Linked DNA regions of Bos taurus: region 1 is linked to region 2. The links are chromatin contacts, called in public Hi-C maps. All regions are on one chromosome and are shown on one strand. Each heading gives the region's core, a stretch centred on a gene start, on an enhancer-like site or on the middle of the called end of the contact. The rest is flanking DNA. Distances are from core to core; before and after follow the strand shown. Region 1 overlaps SSR1 (signal sequence receptor subunit 1). Region 2 holds the start of CAGE1 (cancer antigen 1).

Evidence for each region. A called contact is a pair of places that touch in the nucleus more often than the background predicts.
Region 1: a Hi-C map of skeletal muscle shows a contact between it and region 2, with 2.4 times the contacts expected there. The contact joins the enhancer-like site here to the promoter of CAGE1 in region 2. A contact is called at or near these places in 2 of 11 Hi-C or Micro-C datasets (liver and skeletal muscle).

What each region holds. Positions count from the first base shown.
Region 1 is chr23:48,006,814-48,012,688 of ARS-UCD2.0, reverse strand. SSR1 (signal sequence receptor subunit 1) reads right to left here. Exons shown (of 8, transcript NM_001102122.2): 2 at 5,301-5,413; 3 at 2,539-2,626; 4 at 1,079-1,341. Among named protein-coding and RNA genes, the nearest start is that of SSR1, 5.0 kb to the right of the region's middle. Within about 2 kb of position 1,553, at least 4 of the 102 cell types and tissues checked have an H3K27ac peak or open chromatin away from gene starts, as enhancers often do. A contact at or near this core is called in skeletal muscle, where this site is marked.
Region 2 is chr23:47,957,931-47,963,452 of ARS-UCD2.0, reverse strand. It overlaps CAGE1 (cancer antigen 1), which reads right to left and starts at 3,100. Exons shown (of 16, transcript XR_009492598.1): 1 at 2,653-3,100. RIOK1 (RIO kinase 1) reads left to right here and starts at 2,820. Exons shown (of 17, transcript XM_005223904.5): 1 at 2,820-2,906.

The DNA.
Region 1 (5,875 bases), core at 304-2,803, 51 kb before region 2:
TTCGGTTTAAGTCTTATTTCAAGATCTTTCGATTAGCAAACCAAGATGAAACAGACATTCAAACAGAGCTGAAACTACAGGCATGCTTTTGGATCAAGTTTAATTCTGCTTAAAAACAAGATGAAATATATAATCCTGCAAGCTACTAAGCTGTAACATTGAGGAAGTTTAGTACATTGTTTTGAAAATAAGGAAGGGGAATTCTTGGCAGTACAATGGTTACAACTCAGTGCTCTCAATGCCGGGGCCCGGATTCAAACCTGGTCAGGGAACTGAAATCACAGAAGCCCAGGAGGTACAGCCAAAAAAAAAAAGATGGAAAAATCTTTTCCACATTCTACTAAGTAGTTTAAAAAAAAACAAAAAAGGAAAACTTAATGGTAGCATTAGAAATTTAATGCAGACGTAAGATAAATACACTGACACTAGGGTGATGAGAAGGTTGAATAAGCTTTCCACAAAGGATGAGATTTCCTTTCCTGAAAGCCTTTTAGATGTGCTCTCATCTGAAGGAGGACCTAACAGTTGGCATCTGGAGGTCAATTCCTGGCAGCAAAACCCTAGTGGGCTCCTCTCACTCACTCACTGGGCACACCTACACTATGGAGTAAGACGCCCGAGAGGCTATTTGGGTCTCATAAACCATAAGCCTTTTTAATATCCTAAAAATATTCGGTTATATTTTATGAGTGTATAAAATGACAGGAAAATAGTCACAGAAAGTCCTTAAAACTTACACCCAGTAGTAGTAAAATGGGCAAAATGCAAGTGACAGAAAGCACAAAGATCACTGAATATGTATGAACACCTAAAGAAGCTGTGGATTCCACTTTCTTTTCTAGAACTTTCCTAGCCTGCACTCACTCGTCTCCAGGACGCAGCACTTGTCACGCCGTGATGTCTGTTTACACTCCTCTGGCCCACTGCATTACAGACTCGAAGACAGATATGTGTAATCTACCTTTGCCTGCCCGCTGCCCATCAATTTCAACCACCAAACAGGCACTCGAACGAATAAACACAATAGTACTTAGACGTCAACTGTCCTCACGCGCCCCTAACTTAAGGAGGGCCTTACATTCAGATCCTTGTAGTTCAGGTTGATGACCAGACCGAAGGGCCGGCCCCCCATGGGCTCTGCGGGGATGAAGGAGTACTCAAAGGTTGCCTGTCTCTGGGGCGGCACGACCGTGTTCAGAGGAAGAGCGGTGAAATTCTGGATATAAAACTGGTAGTCCTGAGGGTAACGGAATGAGGCGTCCAGAGACTCGACGATAAAATCTTCTGTACCCTTGTTTGTAAAGCCTACCAGGAACTTCACAATGTTATTTGCTGGAAAATCTACGAAACAAAAAAGAGGAAGGTTAGAAAACATTTAAAAGGTACAAAAGACACAGACATTACAAATGGATTCTGACATCTGTTCCTGCTGTGTATGGAATTGGTTTCAGAACCCATTTCAGGAGAACATTGCAGCCGTGCTCCAGCAGCTTCAGTGTAAGCTGAAACCCTTGTTGACATGCCAGCGCTCCAACTGAAGAGCTCAATGGAGCTGCCAAGTCGCCAGGAGCAGCGGGTGCTGTGCTGCAGCAGTCAGGGCCCCCAGGGCGGCTGCGCGTGGTGCAGAGCTCACCAGCGGCGCCACTCAGGCTCTGCCGGCTGTGCAGACAGTGGGGAGGAGAGTGACAGGGAAGGGACACCTGAGATTCACCTGCAAACTGTAACGTCTGTCAGACGTTAAAAAAAAACCCTTATCTACTTTAGGCAGTTACTCAGAATGCAGATCTGAAGGTTAAGACCCACGGAGGCAGCTACAAAAAAAAAAAACTAGGAAAACAAAAACCTTTCAATCAAATCACACTTTCTGTAGACATAGAGCTGGAATGTACACAGGAATAAAACAGAGCTTGAGAAGGCCCCTCAAATGAATAATCTCCAATAATAAGTATCCGATAATCATTTACAGAGCTACTAATCCGCTGAAGCACAGGTTTGGGGCCAGATGGACCTGAGTCTAAACCGTCTTCACAGCCTGTTCACTGAGAGTGACCCTGAGCAGCAGTGACCTCTGAATCAGTTCAGCAACTCTTCTCTTGGGGTTCCCGTTAGGATTCAGTGAACACACACAAAATACTCAAAACGTCGGCTCTCAATAAATGTTAGCCATTTATTTTCTTCTAACGCAACACAGGCATTAATAAAAAAAAAGATTTATTATTTCACTAGTATTTACACTCAAAATATGAATGTTAATTTTACTGTGGCAGTTTGGATAAAGTTTAAAAACAGTATCTTTCAAGGGGACATTTAATTTCTAGTTAAAATGGATAGTATTTATCTTCCCCTTTAGTTTCAAAGCCAGAAACGATACTTTACAGATACCCATATTCACACATATATTAGCAGGTTTTTTTCCCCAAAATGTGTCTGCACTATATTTGCAGAAATAAAGATCTTTATCATTATTGCTTCCCCAACAAGTGAGCTTGTCATTTAAAACACTCCTGTGTCTGAATTACAACCACATCCCCTGCTCACCTTCTCCTTTCACAAACAGGATGGTTGTATCTGCACTTGGCGAAGCTTCAGGTTCACCCGATACATCATCTTCCTCTTTATCTTCAGCCTAAAAGAAATGCTGAAAACCGATTACTATGGGGAAAAGCACAGCATCATGTAAGAATAGTGACTTCACTGGATTTGGGACAATATATTAGTATACTGCATCTCCAAGGCTGTGCTGAGATCAGTAGTGGAATGAACAGTTACATGCATATAGATCCCCCAGGGATTCTGCAACTGTAACTGAGAGTGAAGCCTGAGATTCTGTATTTCTAACAAGGATCCACCAAATGCCCATGAAGCTGGTACTTAGATTACACTCTGAACTGCAAGGTTCTAGAGCCCAAGTGGGTAAGTTTTCTATAAAGTCTGAAACTTTGAAAACCGTATTTTTCAAAAGGACATATAATTTCTAGTTAAAATGGACAGTATTAATTTTCCCCCTTAAATGCCAGGAACACTACTTTCCAAGAAAAGAAGTAGTCTCAAACACAGTCTTCAATTCCCTCCCCAACAAAGGGGAAAGGAGGGGCCGGTCTAAGGACACAGATATCAAATCCTTTCAGCTTTGGAACCGAGGCTCCCCCTGCGAGTATGCAGCTGCAGGCACAGGAGGCGAGCAGCCAGAGCCAACATGGAGAAGGTGGCAGGGCTGGCGCGGGCCCGCGGGCTGCTTCTGCCGCCCCTGCTCCAGGCCTGGTTATGAGTCATCCAGTCCCAATTTACAGAACGACCTCCCTGCAAGAAGTCAGCACACCATTGGGAAGAAACGGTCTTTAAAAAAACGTGACTAGGGAAATAATGAGGTGGCCAGCAAGCAATCGCTCAGTCGTGTCTGACTCTTTGCGATCCCATGGACTGTAATCTACCAGACTTCTCTGTCCATGGGATTTTCCAGGCAAGAAAGAGTACTGCGGTGGGTTGCCATTTCCTTCTCCAGGTGATATTCCTGACTCAGGAATCAAACCCAGGTCTCCTGCATTGCAGGTAGACACTTTACCCTCTGAGCCACCAGGGAAGCCCCATTATGAGGTGGAGATGTCCTGAAATTCAATTAAATTTGCACGACTCAGAACATTTACTACTAATCACTGAATCGTATGCTTAAAGTGAGAAAGTATCATGATATGTAAATAATATTTCAATAACATTGTTTTAAAAAGGTCAACAGAGCAAAGACTATCTTACATTTTAAAATTTCTCCACACCCACCTCATATGTTTAAGGGAACGTAGGAACCATAAACTTGTCAAATACGGGGAAAAGGAGACACTTGAGAAACAAGAGAAATCACCCTATGACCTGATCACAGGAGTCATCAGCATTAAGAAGTGAGGAGGCAAAGGAGGCAGCGGAGCAGGCAGCAGCGGCAGAACCAAGAAAACCCGGAAAGGCCATGAGGCCAGCGAGGAGGGGCACTCAGCAAAGGCTCAGGGCGGAGACCGGGCCAGGAACCTGGCCACGAGGCCACGGGCGCCACAGCAAGATGGGTTCACGAGATTCGTGGAGCTGAGCGACCACTGTGAGAGAACGAACAGGAAACGAGCAGAAGAGACAGCTGTACAAAGCGCTCTTCTAAGAACTGTGCTGGTAAAAAGGAAACCTGTTAGCAACTTAAGGTGGAGAACACCAAGTGGAGGGGTGTGGGCACATCTGTAGCTTAACAGAAATAAGTCACCGAGAAAAATCAACGCTGGAAGCCACAGGAAGAAAGAGGATAATAAGCAAGATCCCACAGGACCAGACAGGGAGAAGGTGGGAGGGCCCACCCTAGAGGAGAGTAAAAACAACTCTCTGAAAGGAAAGACGCAGACAAGATGGTGAGTAATCTATTCAGAAGAACTCAAGTTCTACTTGACAGAGTTCACACTGATGGCCTTCACTCTGACATCAAAGACCACATTGTTGTGAAGACTTCAAAGAGAAACTAATTTTGGAGTTTGAGAGTGGTTCAAGATTCTCTGTAGGATAAATTACAGTAGTCTGAGAGAGAAAATAAGCTAGAAAGTGGAGTGAAAGTGTGAGTTTCTGAGTCATGCCTGACTCTGTGACCCACGGACTGTCGCCCACCAGGTCTCAGCTACCAGCGTGCCACAGTGATCCTACTTGTAGCTCAATGTGTCTGCTGTCATACTGGAATTTTATAGTAAAAGCTTCAAAATCAGACAAATTCTAGATCTTTTCCAAGCCCTCTCTATGAGGAATCTTCATGGCACATAGTTTACACGTTGTTTTTTGTCTACTCCTCACCCCTGGCAGCAAAACGCATACATGCTGTCCCAGAACAGAAAGAGCGCAGGAACAGAGAGGCTGTCTGGCCTGTTCACCCAGGGAATCCAGAACAGCGCCTGGTACACTGCAGGAACTCACAGATACACTGCTTATGGAGGGAAGGAAGGAGAGGAGAGGAAAGGAAGACCCAGAGAGGTAAGCTGCCCAAGGTCAGCAAGTTAAGCGGGGTATGTCCCAAACCCACCAACCGGTCCAGCGGTCCTACTCCGCTGCCTTAAAGACTCCTGTCCATGTCATCTTGGACTGTTCTGTTTCATGTCTCCTTCCTTCTGCCCAAAAATACTAAGGAATTATCCTCAGTGACTGGCCTCATTCTCCCAACTTCAATCCACTCTGATCCCAGTCACAAACCTCTAAAGGCAAACAGTTTAATACCATATTTGTCTATAGAAGGGATAAATTCTAAATACATAATATACATGTAATAAATCGAGCACAGCACTAACCAAATCTGTCGGTTCATCTTCTTCCACCTCTGCTTCATCATCTTCATCTTCAATTATAGAATCTTCCACGGTTTCTTCATCTTCTGTAAGATCCTGCGCCACTGCCAATGAGCCTAACAATAAAACACGAAACAAGCAGTTAACCTTTACCCTGGAATACCAACTTTTCCTTTTGTAAAGGCAACAAAAATTTTCCCTCAGAACAACTCAATCTCCCAGTCCACTCAAGTGATGACAAATTACAATGCCTCTAAGAACATTCAGATGATCTTATCTTACTGCTAGTCTTACCAACTGCACATTAATTTTAGCGGGAAATGCTGTTTAACTTTAAAAAGCAGCTGGAAAAATGAATTGCTAAAACTACAGATGCCGTAAAGGCCAAATAAATAAATTCAGGCAATTTTGTTAAACATATTAAAAGTAACAAAGTAAGTTTGTTTTAAAACTAAAAAGCTCTACATTTTAATCCATCATTAACCATATAAAACAAACCAAAAAAAAAAAAATCCAGGCCTAAAGGAAAATAGCAATCTAAATATCTAGGCAAGAAACTGTTTATTAAAGTTCACAAC
Region 2 (5,522 bases), core at 1,851-4,350:
AGCTTGTGCTTCACCCACCCTGGCATTTTGCATAATGTACTCTGCATATAAGTTAAATAAGCAAGGTGACAATATACACCCTTGATGTACTCCTTTCCTAATTTGGATCAGTCCATTGATCCATGTCTGGTTCTAACTGTTGTTTTTTGACCTGCACACAGGTTTCTCAGGAGGCAGGTCAGCTGGTCTGGTATTCCCATCTCTTTTCCACAGCTTGTTGTGATACACACAAAGGTTGTAGCATAGTCAATGAAGCAGATCTTTTTTGAATTTTCTTGCTTTTTCTATGACCCAACTGATGTTGGCAATCTGACCTCTGGTTCCTCTGCCTTTTCTAAATCCAGTTTGAACATCTGAAAGTTCTCAGTTTATTGAAACCCAGCTTGGAAAATTACGAGCATTACTTTGCTAGCATGTGAGACAAGTATGACTGTGCAGTAGTTTTAACATTCTTTAGCACTGCCTTTCTTCAGGACTGGAATGAAAACTGACCTTTTCCAGTCCTGTGGCCACTGCTGAGTTTTCCAAATTTGCTGGCATATTCACTGCAGCACTTTCACAGCATCATCTTTCAGGATTTTAAACAGCTCAGCTGGAATTTCATCACCTCCAGTAGCTTTGTTTGTAGTGATGCTTCCCAAAGTCCACTTGACTTCAAATTCCAGGATGTCTGGCTTTAGGTGAGTATCACACCATGGTGGTTATCTGGGTCATTAAGATCTTTTTTGTACAGTTCTTCTGTGTATTCTTGCCACCTCTTCTATTTTCTGGTTCTGTTAGGTCCATACCATTTCTGTCCTTTATCATGCCCATCTTTGCCTGAAATTTTCCCTTGGTATCTCTAATTTTCTTGAAGAGATCTCTAGTCTTTCCTATTCTATTGTTTTCCTCTATTTCTTTGCATTGATCACTTAAGAAGGCTTTCTTCTCTCTCCTTGCTCTTCTTTGGAACTCTGCATTCAGATGGGTATATCTCCATTTCTCCTTTGCCTTTACTACCTTTGTATGGTAGTAAATACTGATTTGTACAAAAAGAAGTGTCGGGACCCAGAAGGTGAAAGGATCTCTCACTTAATCAAAAGATACTTACTATTATCAGAGACCTGTTAATCAAAAGACACACTTACTATTATCAGAGACCTGTTAGTGTCTGCAAAACACTGTTTCTATGTACTTGATACTTTCTATCACCTCATTACCAAGTGAAACTCAACATTACACTTCAGTTTTTCCTCCCTTCCCTATGCCACGCTTATCCTCTAAGGCACCTGGGCTTGAAAACCAGACGTCTTTGACATCCTTCTACCTAATCACCCATGGGCTAGTCAGTTACCAGGTCCTGTCCTTTTCTCCTTTAAAGATGTTTTTCATAACCCATGCTTTCTTTCCCTCACTGTAGCATCATCCTGGTCCACATTCTCATGACCTCCTCAGGTCTGTCAGGGTATGGGAGTAGAAAACTTGCCCAATCATATTACCCTGAATCCAATTCTTCTGTTTGACTTTCTAGGCCTTATGTAGCCTGGACCCACATTACCCACCCAGTCTTCTGCTCCAGTCAGATCAGGCTTACTCTCCTGCAAACAGATCATGTGTCTTACAACTTCAATAATCTGCTCTGGCAGGTGCTTCTCTTCCTAAAACTTTCCTATTTACCATTCATCTAGTTTTAAAATTCCTACAATGTCTTTAAATTTCTATCTCACAATTCAGCACATTGTTTGTTTGCTATTTTAGTCTTCACCATTGTTTCAAGCGTGTTAGTGTCGGAACTCACATATTATACAGACCTCAAGAGGAGTCCTGGAGAAGGAAATGGCAACCCACTCCAGTATTCTTGCCTGGAGAATCCCAGGGACAGAGAAGCCTAGTGGGCTACAGTCCATGGGGTTGCAAACACATGACTTAGCAACTGAACAGCAACACAACAAAAAGAATCCACTTAAGGTTTTTCAATATCCCCTTCAGTAAAGCAACCAGTGTTTAGAGAATATGTTGACTAAATCCTGCACCCCAATGATATATTTCTATCAAAACAATTTAATAAATTTCCTGGGTTATTTTATTGAACTATCAAATTAATAATTCATTGAGGTTTTTCTCAAATCTGTCATCATTTGATGACAAGCCAGTAAGCCAAGCAGCCTAGTCGGGATTGGTGAAAGACCCGACTTTACACTCACTTTTCCCGCTGTCTTCCAAATATATAAATGCTGTGTGGGCCGTGGTGGAGGAGGACTAAAGCATGCTTTTGCTCTCCAAGAACAAAAAACTACTAGGCCCTTATTTCTTCAAAATTTTGTCTGCGAACCCAGAACTTCAAATTATAACTTTTACAACTCTGTTCCTATGGCATGACCTACCAATTTGCCTTTTTTTGTTTTTTTAGTTAGGCTTACGTTTTTCATTTCATTCTGTCCTCACCCGACTTCTGCCACACATAACAAAAAAACTTATTCAAGTGATTGGATAGATATTCTAGAGATACTTCTAAGCTGTTTTAGGACAGGAATGAAAAGAGGTGTCACTGGGGTTATTGGCAAAAATCCTCAAGTTTAATTTTCAGTCAAAGTTTAACTTCTGAAAAGCACTCATCCTACTTCCACCTCACAATATCGTAACAAATTTTTTAGGTCGCAGAAGTGTGCTCACTTCCAGGGTCCATAGTCTCTGATCCGAAATAAGGATTTCGGGCTTCCTCCCTGCGCACTGGGCTCTACCGCGGGTAAAACGCTTTCAACCTTTTTCTTCAACGCCTGGCCGCCTGGGCGCGGACACGCTGGAACGCCCCTGTGTGACGTCCGCCCGGCCGCGGCCACCGAGTTCCGGCTCTCGGACCATCCGACGTCCCCTCAGACGTGCCCGCGGGCCCGGCGAAGGGCGCCTCCAGGTCTCCATTCACACAGGTAGGGGCTTACACGGCGTGAGCCCTCAGGGCCAGCGGCCCCGGCCGAGCTGACACACGTGCCTCCACGGGAGGAGACAAAGCGGCAAGCCGACTCGGAGAGCTCCGGGAAGGAAGGCCAGCCCAGGACCCGCGGGGACCGACCACACCAAGACCGCCACACACCCCCACGGCTTCCGCGGAAGCTCGATTTCCAGGGCTCAGCCCTCGCGCGAGGCGGGACTTCCGTCGGGAACACAGTTTCCGTTCGGGGGCGGGACTTCCCGTCGCGGCGGGCGTAGGTCCGGGCGTTCGGCGTGTGGTACCCGCACATGGCGCGCGCGTAGGGCGCGGCGGCCACTGAACGGTTCTGAGGCGGGCGTTAGCGCAGAGGCCGTTGGGCCGGCTGGCGGAACCGTCCCTGTGCTGCTCCCGCCATGGACTACCGGCGGTTGCTGATGAGTCGGGTGGTCCCCGGGCAGTTTGACGACGCGGACTCCTCGGACAGGTGGGCAGTCGGAGTGCGCGGCCGCCGCGCGCCGCCGCCGCCGCGGTCTCCTGGGGGGCGTTGACGCTTGTTTGCGGTTGAGAGGGAGGCCGGTCCTAAGCATCTTTCCTTGGGCCTCTTTTCACAGCCGTTTGGGGCTTTCTCCATCCCAACCGGGTCTTTCGATCCAGGTGACGGCAGTTGAACTTCGCAGCTCCCGGGTTGTCAGCATCCCTGAGGGGTTAGAATTGGGGAGAGCGACAGCGAAGCAGGTGCTTGAGCTTTTAACTACCATTTAGCGTTCCAGAAATGTTTGAGCACCTACTGTGTGCCTGTTCTGTCCTCGGCGCTGAAGAGGGTTATGAAAAAGACAAACTAAGCCCCTTCAGCTTGGGAAGGAGGCGGAGACATAAGTACATGGAGATTTAAATATATGGAGTTTTGTTTTTTTTTAACACAGATGACATATACTATGCGAACAGTTAAAATCAGTTGATAGAACTAAGCAGTGACTTAACGGTCAGGGAACATGAAGTCCAGATAGGAAGGACAAGAAGGAGCTAATGTCTGGAAGCAGAGGGGGGAGAGGGGGCCGCAGGTGTGGTCCCTCCTGGCTGTGGAAGGAAGAGCTAGGTCATTGTGCCCAGAGCACAGTGGAGGTAATTGAAAAGATCGGCTGGTGCAGAAGTGAGGAGCCAGAGCCCAAGACTGTGACAAGGAATGGAAAGGATCTGAGATATTCTTGATGCTGTAGAAAGCCACATTTTGAGCAGGGCAGTGACATCCCCCGGCATGTGATTGAAAGGAATCATTTTGCTATGGAGGAGATGGTTTTGGAGGGCAGGAGAGGACACGGTTTAAAAGGACTAAGAAAATTCAGTTCATAGATGATGGGTGCTGGACGGGGATGTTCTGGAAGTAGGAGGACAGGTTTCTAACCATAGAATAAATGTGCAGTGGGAGTCAAAAGAAATTGGGGATAACTTCTACTTTGAAAGCAAAGTGAAACATAGTGTTCGTTTTGGAATTCCGAGAAAATGGTTTTTACTTTATATTCATAGTAAGGATTTTCTGCGTGCAGACGGTATTGCTTTATTTTTTGGTGAATACAGGTTGATCGCTTTGTGTGTGACAGATCGCGTGTCAGTTGATCTTGATACATTGGTAAATGCTCCCCTGGGTGACAGAGCTTGCATTCTAGCAGGAGCAACCAACCTATTGAGTAACTGGACAAATTATTTGTATGCGTTTTGGGTAAGTAGTACAGAGGAGAAGAACCAGGCAGCCTTCCCTGAGCAAAGTTAATTGGATACTTCCTACATACTGGAAGGGTATGTAGGATTTAGCCAGAGAAACGAGGAAGGCATTGCAGGTCAGTGTTTTCAGGTGAGCGTGCAGCAGTCCCTAGGGACCAAGTCAAGTGGGAGGAAGAAACAGCCCATGCGACTGGTGAACAGTTACCGGTCATGAGTGTGCACTGGACATTGTGAAGATGTAAACCAGTGGGTTTTGCGACTCCAGGAACTTGGGAGACATTGTCACAGCTGGGGGTGGTTGTGCGTTCATGGCATCTGGAAAGTTTGGGCCAGAAATGCTGCTGCACAGGACCGCCGCCCACAGCAAGGGATCGCTCAGTTGAGGTGGGGAAGCCGAGGTGCAAGCGACAGTATAGCTTTAACGTGCCGCTGGAGGTTGTCGGCGGTGTGAAGGGTCAATTGATGGATTACGGTTATGAAATGCTAACAAACAGCAGGGGGTTAATGATTATTTGTTTTCTTCCCAGCCATATCCATGGAGATTTGGAGCCCTCTAAGCCTTGGCTAATTAATGAGTCGGGCTTGCTCATCTGAATTTACTTAAATTCCTCTCTGACTGCGTTGAAATGCATATCATTGTGTTTTTTACGTGATTTCTGTACTTGCTCTCCACCTGATGGCTCAAAACTGGTAGTACTGCCTCTTTGGAATCTGACCTGCAGACATGTGTTGGCGTGCACAGTGGTTTGTTAAAATTGAACATACCAGTTAAGTGGGAGATTTTCCACAAAAGTGCAGAGTTCTGGCTTCTCTTGAAAAACTAAGAAGATTCAGTAACGCTGGTCTGAATTTTCACTTGGCAAAAACAGACCCTATTAGTTGTGATCCCTTTCTC